Linked DNA regions of Triticum aestivum: region 2 is linked to region 1. A link is a contact called in public Hi-C data. All regions are on one chromosome and are shown on one strand. Each heading gives the region's core, a stretch centred on a gene start, on an enhancer-like site or on the middle of the called end of the contact. The rest is flanking DNA. Distances are from core to core; before and after follow the strand shown. Region 1 overlaps LOC123188112. Region 2 holds the start of LOC123188114 (zinc finger protein ENHYDROUS).

Evidence for each region. A called contact is a pair of places that touch in the nucleus more often than the background predicts.
Region 2: a contact with region 1 is called in a Hi-C map of leaf, with 5 times the contacts expected there. The contact joins the promoter of LOC123188114 here to the enhancer-like site in region 1. A contact is called at or near these places in 2 of 5 Hi-C or Micro-C datasets (both in leaf) and 1 of 1 datasets of contacts at active chromatin or transcription factors (leaf).

Annotation. Positions count from the first base shown.
Region 1 is chr2A:155,885,233-155,892,448 of IWGSC CS RefSeq v2.1, forward strand. It overlaps LOC123188112, which reads left to right. Exons shown (of 16, transcript XM_044600151.1): 15 at 1-52; 16 at 421-847. The coding sequence ends at 582. Among protein-coding and RNA genes, the nearest start is that of LOC123188112, 15 kb to the left of the region's middle. Within about 2 kb of position 1,264, at least 8 of the 8 cell types and tissues checked have an H3K27ac peak or open chromatin away from gene starts, as enhancers often do. A contact at or near this core is called in leaf, where this site is marked.
Region 2 is chr2A:156,618,660-156,625,622 of IWGSC CS RefSeq v2.1, forward strand. LOC123188114 (zinc finger protein ENHYDROUS) reads left to right here and starts at 1,637. Exons shown (of 4, transcript XM_044600156.1): 1 at 1,637-2,014; 2 at 2,110-2,512; 3 at 2,627-3,000; 4 at 3,227-5,057. The coding sequence starts at 1,924. The coding sequence ends at 4,851.

The DNA.
Region 1 (7,216 bases), core at 14-2,513:
AAAGGAACCAGTTGCGTCCCTCAGGATTGAACGCATTCTCAGTGGCATGCAGGTGATACTTTCTGTTTTTGTTTTTTGAAAATGCTACTCCCGCCATTCACTATTATAAGATTTTTTTAACTTTTTTCTGATTCGGATGTATATAGACGCATTTTAGTGTGTTTGTTCACTCGTTTCAGTCGGTAGGTAGTCCATATTGAAATATCCAAAACATCTTATATTTGGAACGGAGTAGTTCATTTTTGTCCTATTTCACCAGTTCACCTTGCCTTTTGTTTTTCAAGGGCACAACTTTTGGCTAGATTGGTTACATAACCAAATGAATTCTTCCAGCCTTTCACCGATTTCTAGTAGATAACTATGAGCTGTCTGAAACTTACAGCAGCTAACACTTGTTTCTTGATGATTTTTGTAACGTAGGACATTGAATACTTGAACCTTTACTCCTCAAAGCACGGCAGGGAGGAGGCCTTGGCCCTCCTGGAGAAGACTGGCGCGTATCTTGGCCCGGATCGCTATGCACATGATCATGGGCCAGTTGATGTGATGCGCGGTGAGGTATACCGCACCTGCAGATCTTAGGGCAGCCATGCATACCTGTCGTTCTTTATTTCTTCCCTTGCAGCATATCTGTTGTTGTATGTGGCTTATTACACTGTATTAGCCAGCTGAAACTCGCTAAATATTTTTGAGCAAACTCGTCAAAGCTAGAAGTAGTTGTAGATACATGTACTAAATCAGCGACAATTTAGTATGGACGGGAGGGAGTAGTAGAGTATGGTCGTTTGGCCATCTGGGCCTTGTACATATACGGACGCTCTTTTCGAATCGTGTCTGTTTTTATGTTTGTGCTGCGTCTGCCATGATGAATCGTTTGTTGTCGAGGGTTGCATTTCAAGAGTGCCTGGAGAGTGGGGTTGGAGACAGAAACCATACCTGGAAAGTATTTTTCGCCAAAAAGCCCCAGGACACTTGAAGGGCCTAGTCAAATAAGGAATTGACTGGCCGACAACGCCAGGCTGCCTCCTTCACCACTGGTACGGACCCATATGTCTCGACGAATCCCCTTGTAAAGAAAATCTATCCCCAACGAATATCTCATCTGTCAGCTTTTGGCTACACTCGGCGACGCATCGAAAACCATTCAAAATGTTCTGGCAAAGGGTCGCGGACAGATGGGACCCAGCCCCACCAATACACCCAATCGTCCGAGCTGTTTTCTTATCCGGGCCCTTCACTCGGTCCGGCCTCTTCCTGCCCGGCCCTGCCCCGTACCCTACCCTACCCTCCCTCCTCCATGTCGTACGGCCACGCAACAGCATCACGGGCCACACATACAGGCGCCCCTCTCGAACCCGAAGTGCATTTTATTATTTGCCAAAAAATCCGCGGCATCGATTCCCGTCTCATTTCAACAAGTGACACAATGCCACAATGGTGCCCTGTCCCTCTCCAGTCTGGTACTACCTCCATCACCTTGGCCCCCGGCGGCCAGAGCCATTCCAGGATCTAGCGAATATGTATACGTTATTTGTGTTATCCTTTATTGTTGCAGATTACCTTGTTGGGGAGGCTGGGGGGTCCGCACAAGTGGACGGTCATTATCGCAGATCCATGATCATTCGAAAGATCTCCGACATCTCCATTGTCAATTAGCTCTTGCCTTGATCCACACCGGCCGCACAAAGTTTTATTTAATTCATTAATTAAAATGAGTCTGAAGAAAAGCTTCTTCTCACTGCACTCACCGGTGCAAAGCTTTTGTGCTTGCCACTTGGCTGATCTACCCGTTGTTATCGGTCTACTTAGGTTAGATTACGTGATGTCTTTCCTACTTTTGAATCGTAACCTCTTCCTGCCTTATTGCATTATACTGTAGCCGCAAAAAAAAGGAGCATTAGACTGTAGCCGCGAGATTCTTCCACTGGAGACACCCGTGGTGCTGTTGCCATTGACCAGATGCATCAGCATCGGCACACCAGACAGCCGGTGCTGTTGGTTCAAGGTATCTAGGCTAAATGAACACCGTCCATTAGCAGCAGCCTAAGTACGAGTAGCAGTTTACCCAACACCGTCCAGTCATCTTTCACATGTGGAACATTCCAGAATGTAACAACCCAGAAAACGGCGGCGCCGGTCTGGTCTTGCGGCGGGCTGGTGCCGATCTTAGGCGACGGCCGGTGGCTGCACGGCGATTCTACGGTACTCTGGTGATCTCACGGAGCAACGACCCGGCCGTTCTCTCGTCTTGGCAAGGACTCGCACCGCGGCTCGCTGTTCTGACTGGCTGATCGCAGTTTCTGTTGAGAGTTTCGGTTAGAGACGGTTGTCCTTGTCCGGCTTACCTGACGTCGACGCCGATCCTTGTGTAGCTGTGACTTTGCCATTCATGCTCAGCTCGCCTGCATATCTCCGGATCGCACGAGATCCTGATGAACGATCGGATCCTGGTGAAACTGAACCGAAAGAGCTAACCGCACAAGGATGCTAAGGTGGAACCATGGACGAAGCACAAGGAAAGGATTACCAAGTGCTGTTCATGTGCAAGTGCAACAGTTCGCTTTTCACGCCACGGATGGTTATAGCTGGATACCAGCGGCAGTGCGTGTTGGTCAATGATCAGTTGCTTGAGGCTTCTCTTGCGTGGAAACGACTTCCTTTTCACTTTCACCCAAGGGGCCGGGCCGGGGACTGCAGGATGATGGGTTCCACCGAACGAATGGTTTCTTTTCGCTTCCCCAGGACAGGAGAGGAGGCTCCCCGTGAATGATTGAATTGTTGCGTATGGCTCGTTTGTCTCCAGCTGCTTGGCCGTAGCGGCCAGCCTTTCCTTTTCGTCCGGGAGCTGATTATATTTTTGTGGAAGGTGTCTCCCGTTTATACTCGTATATATTTCAAATAGCGATTAGACACTAGTAGTACGGTTACAGTCACGGCCATGCGAAATTGTTTCTGCCTTTCGTTCTAGTCTGGGGTGGCGATTGATGCAAAGATTTACTCTCGGTTCCCCGTTGGTTGGCTTTTAATAACAAATCTAGGAGCGCAGGTGGAAGCCTTTCGTCCCCTTGGAATGGCGGTGCCGCACGGCGAGAGAGGAGCAGAAAAGATCTTTTTTTTTGAGGGGTAGAGCAGAAAAGATCTTTGGCGGAGAGAGAGGACCACGAGCAAATGGGGAACGTGTGACTCTGAGCGTGGAGAGCTGGAACCCTGGAACCCAGAAAGAACAGATCGTTCAACAGTGCAAGTAGACATACATGCATGGATCCAAATGAGAGAGAGATTTGCCTCATCCTTTAGGTGTTACAAATGACACGGTTACACAAAGTCTCATTCTCCCACAATTAATTTACCTATAAGAGCATCTACAGCCGGACTTGACAAATCCGGCCCCTATACATCCGTGTACACGCCCGGACATGTCCACGGGTGTATCCTGACGGGCCATCATATTCTCGTCCCGGTATCCACATATCTCAAATTCGGACTCTCAAATCCATGTAAATACATGCACGTCGATCATACAAGCCAATGTCACACGTAAATAGAAAATGTTGATACAAAGCATAGATAATGTTTATATAAAATTTATTTTAAGTGTCAAACACAATCATTGGCTCCTTGGTTGCCATTGTGGGTCCACATGTGCTCCACAAGATCATTGAGTAGCTGCGTGTGTACCTGCTGATCTCGAAGATTCTGATGCATATGCAGAAAGTTCATAAGCTGAGTCGCATCTTGATCTTCCGGGATTTCAACTTGTTCTCCAGGTGCTTCGAGATCATGTGTTTGGGCTACAACATCACCATCATCCTCGACAATCATATAGTGCAGAGTAACACAACATGTCATCAGCTGCCACAAAGTATCTGATCCCCACATCATTGCATCGCTCTGCACAATTCCCCAACCAGCCTAAAGCACACCAAATGCCCTCTCCACATCCTTCCTAGTCGCTTCCTGCATTGTTGTAAAGTGGCTCTGTTCATTGCCATGCGGTTTGGATATGGTCTTCACAAACGCCGACCACTGAGGATAAATACCATCGAGTATCCCATGTTGTACTCTCGGTCGTTGATGGTGTAGTTGCACGACGGTGATTCCCCATTGCAAAGTCCCATGAACACCGGAGATCGTTGAAGCACGTTGATTTTGTTGTGAGAACCCGACATTCCAAAGAAAGATGCCAAATCCATAAGTCATGTGATGCCACTGCTTCTAGTATGATGGTGGCCTCTCTGGTGTGACCTTGATACATTCCCCGTAAACCTTTGGGGTGGTTCTTCCATTGCCAATCATGCAATCAATTGATCCGAGCATTCCTGAAAACCCCCTTGCCTCTCCAATAGCCAACAACTTCTTCGTGTCCTCGCATTTGGTTTTCTGAGATACTTAGGTCCAAACACCTTCACCACAACGCGAGCAAACTTGACAGCAGTCTTCAAGCATGTGCTCTCCCCCATCCTGACCATCTCACCAACGACATCTGCAGCAGTACCAAGTGCAAGCATCCTCAGAGCAGCCGTGCACTTCTACTTGGCCGAGAAAGAGAGTTGGCCGCAACTGAAGGAAATATGCCCTAGAGGCAATAATAAAGTTATTATTTATTTCCTCATATCATGATAAATGTTTATTATTCATGCTAGAATTGTATTAACCGGAAACACAATACTTGTGTGAATACATAGACAAACAAAGTGTCACGAGTATGCCTCTACTTGACTAGCTCGTTAATCGAAGATGGTTATGTTTCCTAACCATAGACATGAGTTGTCATTTGATTAACAGGATCACATCATTAGGAGAATGATGTGATTGACATGACCCATTCCATTAGCTTAGCACCCAACCGTTTAGTATGTTGCTATTGCTTTCTTCATGACTTATACATGTTCCTATGACTATGAGATTATGCAACTCCCGTTTACTGGAGGAACACTTTGTGTGCTACTAAACGTCATAACGTAACTGGGTGATTATAAAGGTGCTCTACAGGTGTCTCCAAAGGTACATGTTGGGTTGGCGTATTTCGAGATTAGGATTTGTCGCTCCGATTGTCGGAGAGGTATCTCTGGGCCCTCTTGGTAATACACATCACTTAAGCCTTGCAAGCAATGCAACTAATAAGTTAGTTGCAAGATGATGTATTACAGAACGAGTAAAGAGACTTGCCGGTAACGAGATTGAACTAGGTATTGAGATACCGACGATCAAATCTCGGGCAAGTAACATACCGATGACAAAGGGAACAACGTATGTTGTTATGCGGTCTGACCGATAAAGATCTTCGTAGAATATGTAGGAGCCAATATGAGCATCCAGGTTCCGCTATTGGTTATTGACCGGAGACGTGTCTCGGTCATGTCTACATTGTTCTCGAACCCGTAGGGTCCGCACGCTTAACATTACGATGACAGTTTCATTATGAGTTTATATATTTTGATGCACCGAAGGTTGTTCGGAGTCCGGGATGTGATCACGGACTTGACGAGGAGTCCCGGATATAAAGATCGATATATCGGACGACTATATTTGGACACCGGAAAGGTTTCGGGTAAGATTGGGACAATACCGGATCACCGGGAGGTTATCGAAACCCCCCGGGAGGTATATGGGCCTTATTGGGCCTTAGTGGAAAGGAGGGGAAAGGAGCAAGGGAGGGGGCGCCCCCCAAGCCCAATCCGAATTGGGAAGGGGGCCGGCCCCCCCTTTCCTTCCTTCCTCCCTCCTTCCTCTTCCTCCCCTCTCCTACTCCTAATAGGAAAAAGGGGAGTCCTACTCCCGGTGGGAGTTGGACTCCCCCCCTTGGGCGCGCCACCCTCCTTGGCCGGCCCCTCCTCCACTCCTTTATATACGGGGGCAGGGGGCACCCCAGAGACACAACAATTGATCATTGATCTCTTAGCCGTGTGCGGTGCCCCCCTCCACCATAATCCTCGATAATATTGTAGCGGTGCTTAGGCGAAGCCCTGCGACGGTAGAACATCAAGATCGTCACCACGCCGTTGTGCTGACGGAACTCATCCCCGACACTTTGCTGGATCGGAGTCCGGGGATCATCATCGAGCTGAACGTGTGCAAAAAACTCGAAGGTGCCGTAGTTTCGGTGCTTGATCGGTCGGGCCGTGAAGACGTACGACTACATCAACTGCGTTGTTATAACGCTTCCGCTTCCGATCTACGAGGGTACGTAGACAACACTCTCCCCTCTCGTTGCTGTGCATCACCATGATCTTGCGTGTGCGTAGGATTTTTTTTGAAATTACTACGTTCCCCAATAGTGGCATCCGAGCCTAGGTTTTATGTGTTGATGTTATATGCACGAGTAGAACACAAGTGAGTTGTGGGCGATATAAGTCATACTGCTACCAGCATGTCATACTTTGGTTCGGCGATATTGTTGGATGAAGCGGCCCGGACCGACATTACGCGTACGCTTACGCGAGACTGGTTCTACCGACGTGCTTTGTACATAGGTGGCTGGCGGGTGTCAGTTTCTCCAACTTTAGTTGAACCGAGTGTGGCTACGCCCGGTCCTTGCGAAGGTCAAAACAGCACCAACTTGACAAACTATCGTTGTGGTTTTTGATGCGTAGGTAAGATTGGTTCTTGCTAAGCCCGTAGCAGCCACGTAAAACTTGCAACAAACAAAGTAGAGGACGTCTAACTTGTTTTTTCAGGGCATGTTGTGATGTGATATGGTCAAGGCATGATGCTAAATTTTATTGTATGAGATGATCATGTTTTGTAACCAAGTTATCGGCAACTGGCAGGAGCCATATGGTTGTCGCTTTATTGTATGCAATGCAATCGCCCTGTAATGCTTTACTTTATCACTAAGCGGTAGCGATAGTCGTAGAAGCATAAGATTGGCGAGACGACACGATGCTACGATGGAGATCAAGGTGTCGCGCCGGTGACGATGGTGATCATGACGATGCTTCCGAGATGAAGATCACAAGCACAAGATGATGATGGCCATATCATATCACTTATATTGATTGCATGTGATGTTTATCTTTTTTGCATCTTATCTTGCTTTGATTGACGGTAGCATTATAATATGATCTCTCACTAAATTTCAAGATAAAAGTGTTCTCCCTGAGTATGCACCGTTGCCAAAGTTCGTCGTGCCCAGACACCACATGATGATCGGGTGTGATAAGCTCTACGTCCATCTACAATGGGTGCAAGCCAGTTTTGCACACGCAGAATACTC
Region 2 (6,963 bases), core at 387-2,886, 730 kb after region 1:
ATCATTTCACATAAAGTCTACTCCATCTATAAATAAATATAAGAGGGTTTAGATCACTACTCTTATATTCGAGGGAGCACTTATCAGCGTATATGGTTTGAAAAGATTACTTTCAGGATAAACGCCTGCACTTTGCCCCCGCGAAAAGAAGTAGAAGAATAAAACGTTCACCAAAACGGCACCCATTCCCATGGCATTGCCGGCAAGTGTCACCGTCGCTTGCCTGCTTTGGCCTCCGTACGCGGTGATAGATCCAACACGCACCACGCAGGAGGTGGGTCTAGGCGACGGCACCTAAAATATCCTCCCCCATCGGCACGAAACCTAGGCGGAAAAACAACAGCTACCAACACGTAAAAGTGAACCTTTTTTATTGGTAGTCCACCTTTGGAAGAAACAAGCTCTAGCTCACGAGTTTACTATCCGCCCCAGTCGCCCAGAGGGCGGAGGGGCCCCGTGCCCCCGTCACCCCGTCGCAGGGCGACTAGTCCGCCTCGACAGCGTGGGGCAATACGCTCGCTCGCCGACTTCTTTCCAGTCCGTTGCGCGCGAATACGTACGCCCGCGCCGTCGCGCGTATACGTATGGCCGCAGCGCAGCGCGGCGGCTTCCGTTGGCGGTGGCGCGCGGGCGAGCGCGTCCGTTACTGCCTGCCGTGGCGTGCCGTGGCCCGAGGCGAGGGCGGGGGGCGGGGCGACACGACAACCCCCACCGCCATGTGGATAACGGCGATCTCTGAGCAGCCGCGCTAGCTTAGCTGGGGCCAGCATCGCTTTCCGCCCTTATCGACTCCGGCCGGGGAGATCCAACCGCTGGCCACCGCGTTCCATTTCCCTTCGCTGGACACGACACGACCCCCCCTCCTTTTCCGTCCTGGCCGCAGACATCTTCGGCTTCGCTCACCTGACGATTAAAATCCGTTCCAATAAAGCATCCCATTTCTCCGAGGAACCAAGTAGTAGTTACTCCCTCCGTCCGCGATACTTCTAGCTTTTGTCCTAAGTCAAAGTTTTAAAACTTTGACCAACTATATACAAAAAAGTAGTAACATATATGATATCAAATTGATATATTATGAAAATACATTTCAAAACAGATCTAGTGATACTAATTTAGTGTCATAAATGCTGCTACTTTTTTCCATAAAGTTGGTCAAAGTTTTAAAACTTTGACTTAAGACAAAAGCTAGAAGTACACTTATTCGCGGACGGAGGGAGTATTTATTTTTGCAGTAGAACCAAGTAGTGGTAGCAGCATCCCATTGGTGTATAACATAATTGTACTAGTACTGGTGGTACTTGTACAGTACTTGCGGCGGTATCAGCTGGTCGACCATACGTAGGGTACGTGGAATTGAGGGGAGAGAGGGCAGAGTGATGGAGGCGATTGGACACGGGCGATTTTTCTCGGGGTGTGGGGCTGGATTTAAAAGGGGGCAAGCTAGCCACCAAAAAGGGTGTCCCCGCAGGGCAGTAAACGGCAGGGCGAGGCCACGTGCGCACGAATCACGGCGCGGAATCCGACGGCGGCGAGGGGACGCTACCCACCCCGCACCCAAAAGCCAACGTGCCGGATTGGCACCACCGCGCGGTACACACCACCCCACCCCACCCCACCCGAGCGAGCACCGCAACGCCAACGCCAACGCCAACGCCTCATCCCGATGCCGCGGCCGCTCTGACTCCCATCCATCTCCCCACACCCCCAACCCCCAATCGAAAGCAAGACAAGCCAAGCCAGCCAGCCAGCGAGAGAAGAAGCGAAGAAAGGAGGAGAGAGGGAGAGAAAAAAAAAATCCTCCGTCCACCGCCTCCGCCGCCGCCGCGCGCTCCGTTCGCTGACGCGGGTCTGCGCGCCGATAAGGAGCAGCTGGAGGGCTGTGAGCTGAGCGGAGCGGCGGCCGCGGCGCCAGATCGACCGGGGATGCCGCCCAATCCGACGGAGCCGGAGCAGCCGGAGGCGGCCGCGACGCCGGCGCCGCCCAAGAAGAAGAGGAACCTCCCCGGGACGCCAGGCGAGAGCGCGCGCTTCGGGTTTTGCGGGGTGGTTGGTACGGCTCGCGCGAGCTTTCTTGGTCTGATGGTGGTCGGTTTCCGTGTGCTTGTGCAGATCCGGACGCGGAGGTGATCGCGCTGTCGCCGGGGACGCTCATGGCGACCAACCGGTTCGTGTGCGAGGTGTGCGGCAAGGGCTTCCAGAGGGACCAGAACCTGCAGCTCCACCGCCGGGGCCACAACCTTCCGTGGCGGCTGCGCCAGCGCGGCCCCGGGGCGGCGCCGCCGCGCCGGAGGGTCTACGTCTGCCCGGAGCCCGGCTGCGTGCACCACTCCCCCGCCCGCGCGCTCGGGGACCTCACGGGCATCAAGAAGCACTTCTGCCGCAAGCACGGCGAGAAGCGATGGGCCTGCCCACGCTGCGGCAAGCGCTACGCCGTCCAGGCCGACCTCAAGGCCCATGCCAAGACCTGCGGCACCCGCGAGTATCGCTGTGACTGCGGCACACTCTTCACCAGGTACTGCTTCCAGCTCGGTTCCCCCCAATTTCGATGGTCCCTTTTCCTTCCCTTTGAAGGGCAAATGTTTGTGCTTTTGTTTCATTCATCAGTCGGCGTGCTGGCTTGATTCAGGAGAGACAGTTTCGTGACACATCGCGCTTTCTGTGGCGCTCTCGTGGAGGAGACCGGCAGAGTGCTCGCTGTTCCGGCGCCGCCTTCGCCTCGGCCACCTGATTTGGAGGAGGTTGAGGAGAATGTGGACAAGGACAAGGAGAAAGAAGAGGAGAATGTGGATAAGCACAAGGAAAAGGAGGATGAGGGGGACAAGGGGGGAGAAGATGAAAATGAGACTTCTGCCGTGGCCGAGGTGGATGAGCCGCAGCACGTTGAGGCAGCAATGGAGGAGCCACAGCCGCAGCGGATTCCGTCGTCGCCATCTCCAACGCCGCCATCTCCAGCGCCACAGGAGCAGCAGCCAATGGTGGCAGTTGTGCCAAATTTGGATGGTATGCTTCTTTTGCATTTTGCAATGTGTTTGTCTTACTATCTATTCATAGACTATGTTAGATTTATAGCAAAGTCATTCTCCCTAAATCCATCTTTATTTGTTATTACTGTAACAAGAAAAGGAATACATGAGTCTTGTTTCTTTCCCAATTTAGCTAGTCTTATGATCATTTAGGCAACAATGATGAGTGACTTGTTCTTCCGTACTGTGCCTATATGTTACAGAGCCAGTGGTGGTTGTGGAGCCAATTGTGGATATCAAGCAAGAGGAGGAGGATAAGCGAGATGAAGATGTTTGCTTCCAGGAAGCCGATAAGTACGACGTCGCTGAACTAGAAGACTCCAACTTGCCAGATAATGATACCCCGATGCCTCCTTGTTTCCTCCCCTCGCCCTCGGATGCCATTGGTACAGGTGGCAGCAGCACCAGTTGTGGCACAGTCAGCAGTGCATCCAATTCCATTGCGCCAGCAACGACGACTAGCACATTTGCGGGGCTGTTTGCATCAGCCACAACAAGCACCACTCCCCAGAGTAGATCGCTGCGTGATCTTATAGGTGTTGATCCCACCTTCCTTTGCCTTGCAATCGGTACACCATCATCTCTGTTCCCACAGACAGATGCAAGCAACCCCGGCACCTTTGCTCCACCACCAGCACCGCACATATCTGCGACTGCACTCCTGCAGAAGGCTGCTGAGGCTGGAGCTTCGCAAGCAGGCACATCTTTCTTGAAGGAGTTTGGTCTTGCAAGTTCCTCCTCATCAACCCCATCCAGGCCACCTCAAGGAAGGTTCATCGAGAGCAGCTCAACGCAATCCCAGCAGCCCCAAGGAAGGTTCATCGAGAGCAGCTCAACGCAATCCCGGTTACCTCAAGACAGGCTCATCGACAGCATCTCAACACAATCCCGGTCACCTCAAGACAGGTTCATCGACAGCATCTCAACACAGTCCCGGTCACCTCAAGACAGGTTCATCGACAGCATCTCAACACAATCCCGGTTACCTCAAGACAGGTTCATCGAGAGCAGCTCAACACAATCCCGGTTACCTCAAGACAGGTTCATCGAGAGCAGCTCGACACAATCCCGGTTACCTCAAGACAGGTTCATCGACAGCTCAACACAATTTCGATTACCTCAAGACAGGTACATCAATAACTCGATGCCATCCAAGCTATCTCAAGGGAGATTCATGGATACCTCACTGCCATCCCAGCAACTGCTACCTCAAGGAAGGTTCTTCGACAACTCGCCAGCATCAAATCTGTCTCAAGGAAGGTTCTTTGATAACTCGCAACCATCCAATCCAACTCAAGGAAGGTTCTTCATCAACTCGCCACCATCCAATCTACCTCATGGAAGGTTCCCTGATTATTCGACACCAGGAAGGTTGCCTCAAGGAATGTACATCGATGGCTTGCCACAATCCAGGCTACCACAAGGAAGGTACATCGACAACTCACCGCAGGCCAAGCTACCTCAGGGGGGAAGGTTCGTTGATAGCAATCCACAGCAATGGCACCAAAGGAGCAATAATCATAACCAGCTAATGGATATGGAGCCTGGGCCGATGGTATCTGGTAGCCTTGGACTTGGTCTCGCCTATGAAGGTTCAAATCCAAGGTTGCCAGATTTGATGATGGGGCAATCACCACTGTTCGGTCCCAAGCCTGCCACTCTGGACTTCCTTGGGCTTGGCATCGGAGGGACCATGGGCGGCTCCACGGCCAGCGGTGGCCTACCGGCATTGATGGTGGGAGGAGAGCTGGACATGGGGTCTGCCGCACAGCCGCCCTCTCCATGGGAGGAGGCACAGAGAAAGACCAACGGCCGCACGATCCTGTGAGGTTCTCTTTTTTGTAAACCTTAGGGGGCTTTTGTGCTTTGGCTCATCCATTCTTTCAGCTGCTGTGTTGTGTTGGGTGGTGGTGGTAGGAAAGCTAGAACCGTGCATGTAAGCTGCAGAACCTGTACATAGATCTTCCGTCTCCCCACCCCCCTCTCCTGTCTAAATTAAAAGCTATTACTATAGAGAGAATTTGATCTTTGTGACCTTTGTGGCCTGTTCCTGTCGAGATGCGACGAGGTGGTAACAGCAGCAGTAGGGGTAAGTAGAGCGGTTTGGTTAGTTGCCTTTGCTAGTGGTAGCTTGTGGTGCCAAATTGCCGACGCAGGATTGCTTCGGAAAAGGAAAGGCTGTGAGACTGGGACAGCGAAGGGGCAAGTGAAAGGTGTTTTTTAGTTTCGGCCTGTTGCTATCGGTCAATATACTTCGGCCAAACTATCCTCAGGCGAGTCTAGCCTCTGTGCTTTTCAGAATCACCGCGCCGTTTTTTTCCCCCAAGCCGGTCTTCTTTGCTTTGCGTTTTGCTGGCCATGTCGTCACCGGTGAATGTGATGGGGCATCAGTCTCTTTTGCGTATCGTGCTACATGTTTTTTCACCGGTGTTGGGTTATCAAATCAGTTGTTTCTGTCGCAACAGAAACGGCCTGAGGAGGATGTCCTCATTGACGGTAACTTTTTTTTTTCTCCTTTTCTTATTATGCCGACAAATGGTTGGTGTAAGCTCTAGTGCAGAACCAGTGGATCGTTCCATTTAGGGCCGCAAGTGCAATTTGACAGTGTACAGTCGCAGCGGTACGATTTGCAGCTCCGTTCTGATGCCCGAACACACGAGTTCCTGATTCGAAAGCAAGCAGGCACGCTCGGCTAGGAGGGGCCTAGATCTAGCTACCTCCTAGAGAGATAAGCTAAAAGCTGTTTAGCAGATTGACGGCACTCAACTCTGGGATCGCCTAGCCTTGTGGGGGAACCCAGCCAGTAGAATCGAATCGGATCCCCCATCTCCCCGTCGCTCCCGTCCACAGAATACAAATGAGCAAATTTCATACAGTTATTACGAGTTTGGCAGGTTAAAATTATGCCGTGGCAAAAATTTATCCGGGCTCTAAAATATATATCCCTCAGATATAGTAGTACTAGCAGTTTTAAATATGCTGCTTCGCTAGTTGACGACGAGTTTCATACTTGATGTCTACACAATGTTCCCTAAAATTTCCTCCTCCTTTCAACTCTATAGCCTACCTACAAGATACGTATATGCAAATTTATTTATGAAAAACAACAGAAAAAGTCAGACTAGTGTTTAGACGTAGTACATGGCAGGCAGAACCAAGATTTTCAACCAAGTTTTTTGAGTGCCATGTCTAGGGCTGATCAAATCCCGGCAGTAAAGAGTGGAACGGAGTACGTCAGTACACATGTACTGTAAGTATCCTCGGACTCTTGTTATTATCTTTTGTCAGGAACATGCTATCCAACCTAAGGTCTTTTTCTTTCCTTCTTGGACACGTGCTAACACCCTTCTGGAATGGCAAACTGATGGTGGCGGCAACATACGTTGTTCATGTCAGGCTACAGTCTTCTTTTGTTCCTCTCAGGACCGGTTCTTTTCATTAAAACATGTCGTGTTCCTCTCGGATAAAACGCAAGGGGTCGAACGTGTCGAGATTCTGGACCCAGGTCGTACAAACTCTACAGCCTTGCTGGTTTGACATGTCGCGCGCAGCCCAATCAGTGGAGTGAAAGTGAAAACGCAGGACATCCCGCTTTTCTATTCTAAATAGAAGAAAGTAACACCAAGAGGCGCAAAAATATCTAAAACAACGGACCAGGTTTCAGAGAACAGGATAACTCGTAACCTGCACCACGGAGTCTGTTCAACTAAATAGAATATGCTTTATACTCGGAAAGAAAAAAAGTGAGTGGAATCCTATAGCAATCTTTCCTTTTCTTTTTCTTTTTTGCGGGGGAATCCTATAGCAATCTTATTCGAACACGCCCACATCAAGAATTTCACACAAGCAGCAATCTGCCAAGCAGAGAATCGAGTAAGACCGAATATAGTCCAAAAAGCCTATGGTATTGTTGACACTGGATTTTGAAAAAGCTTTTGAC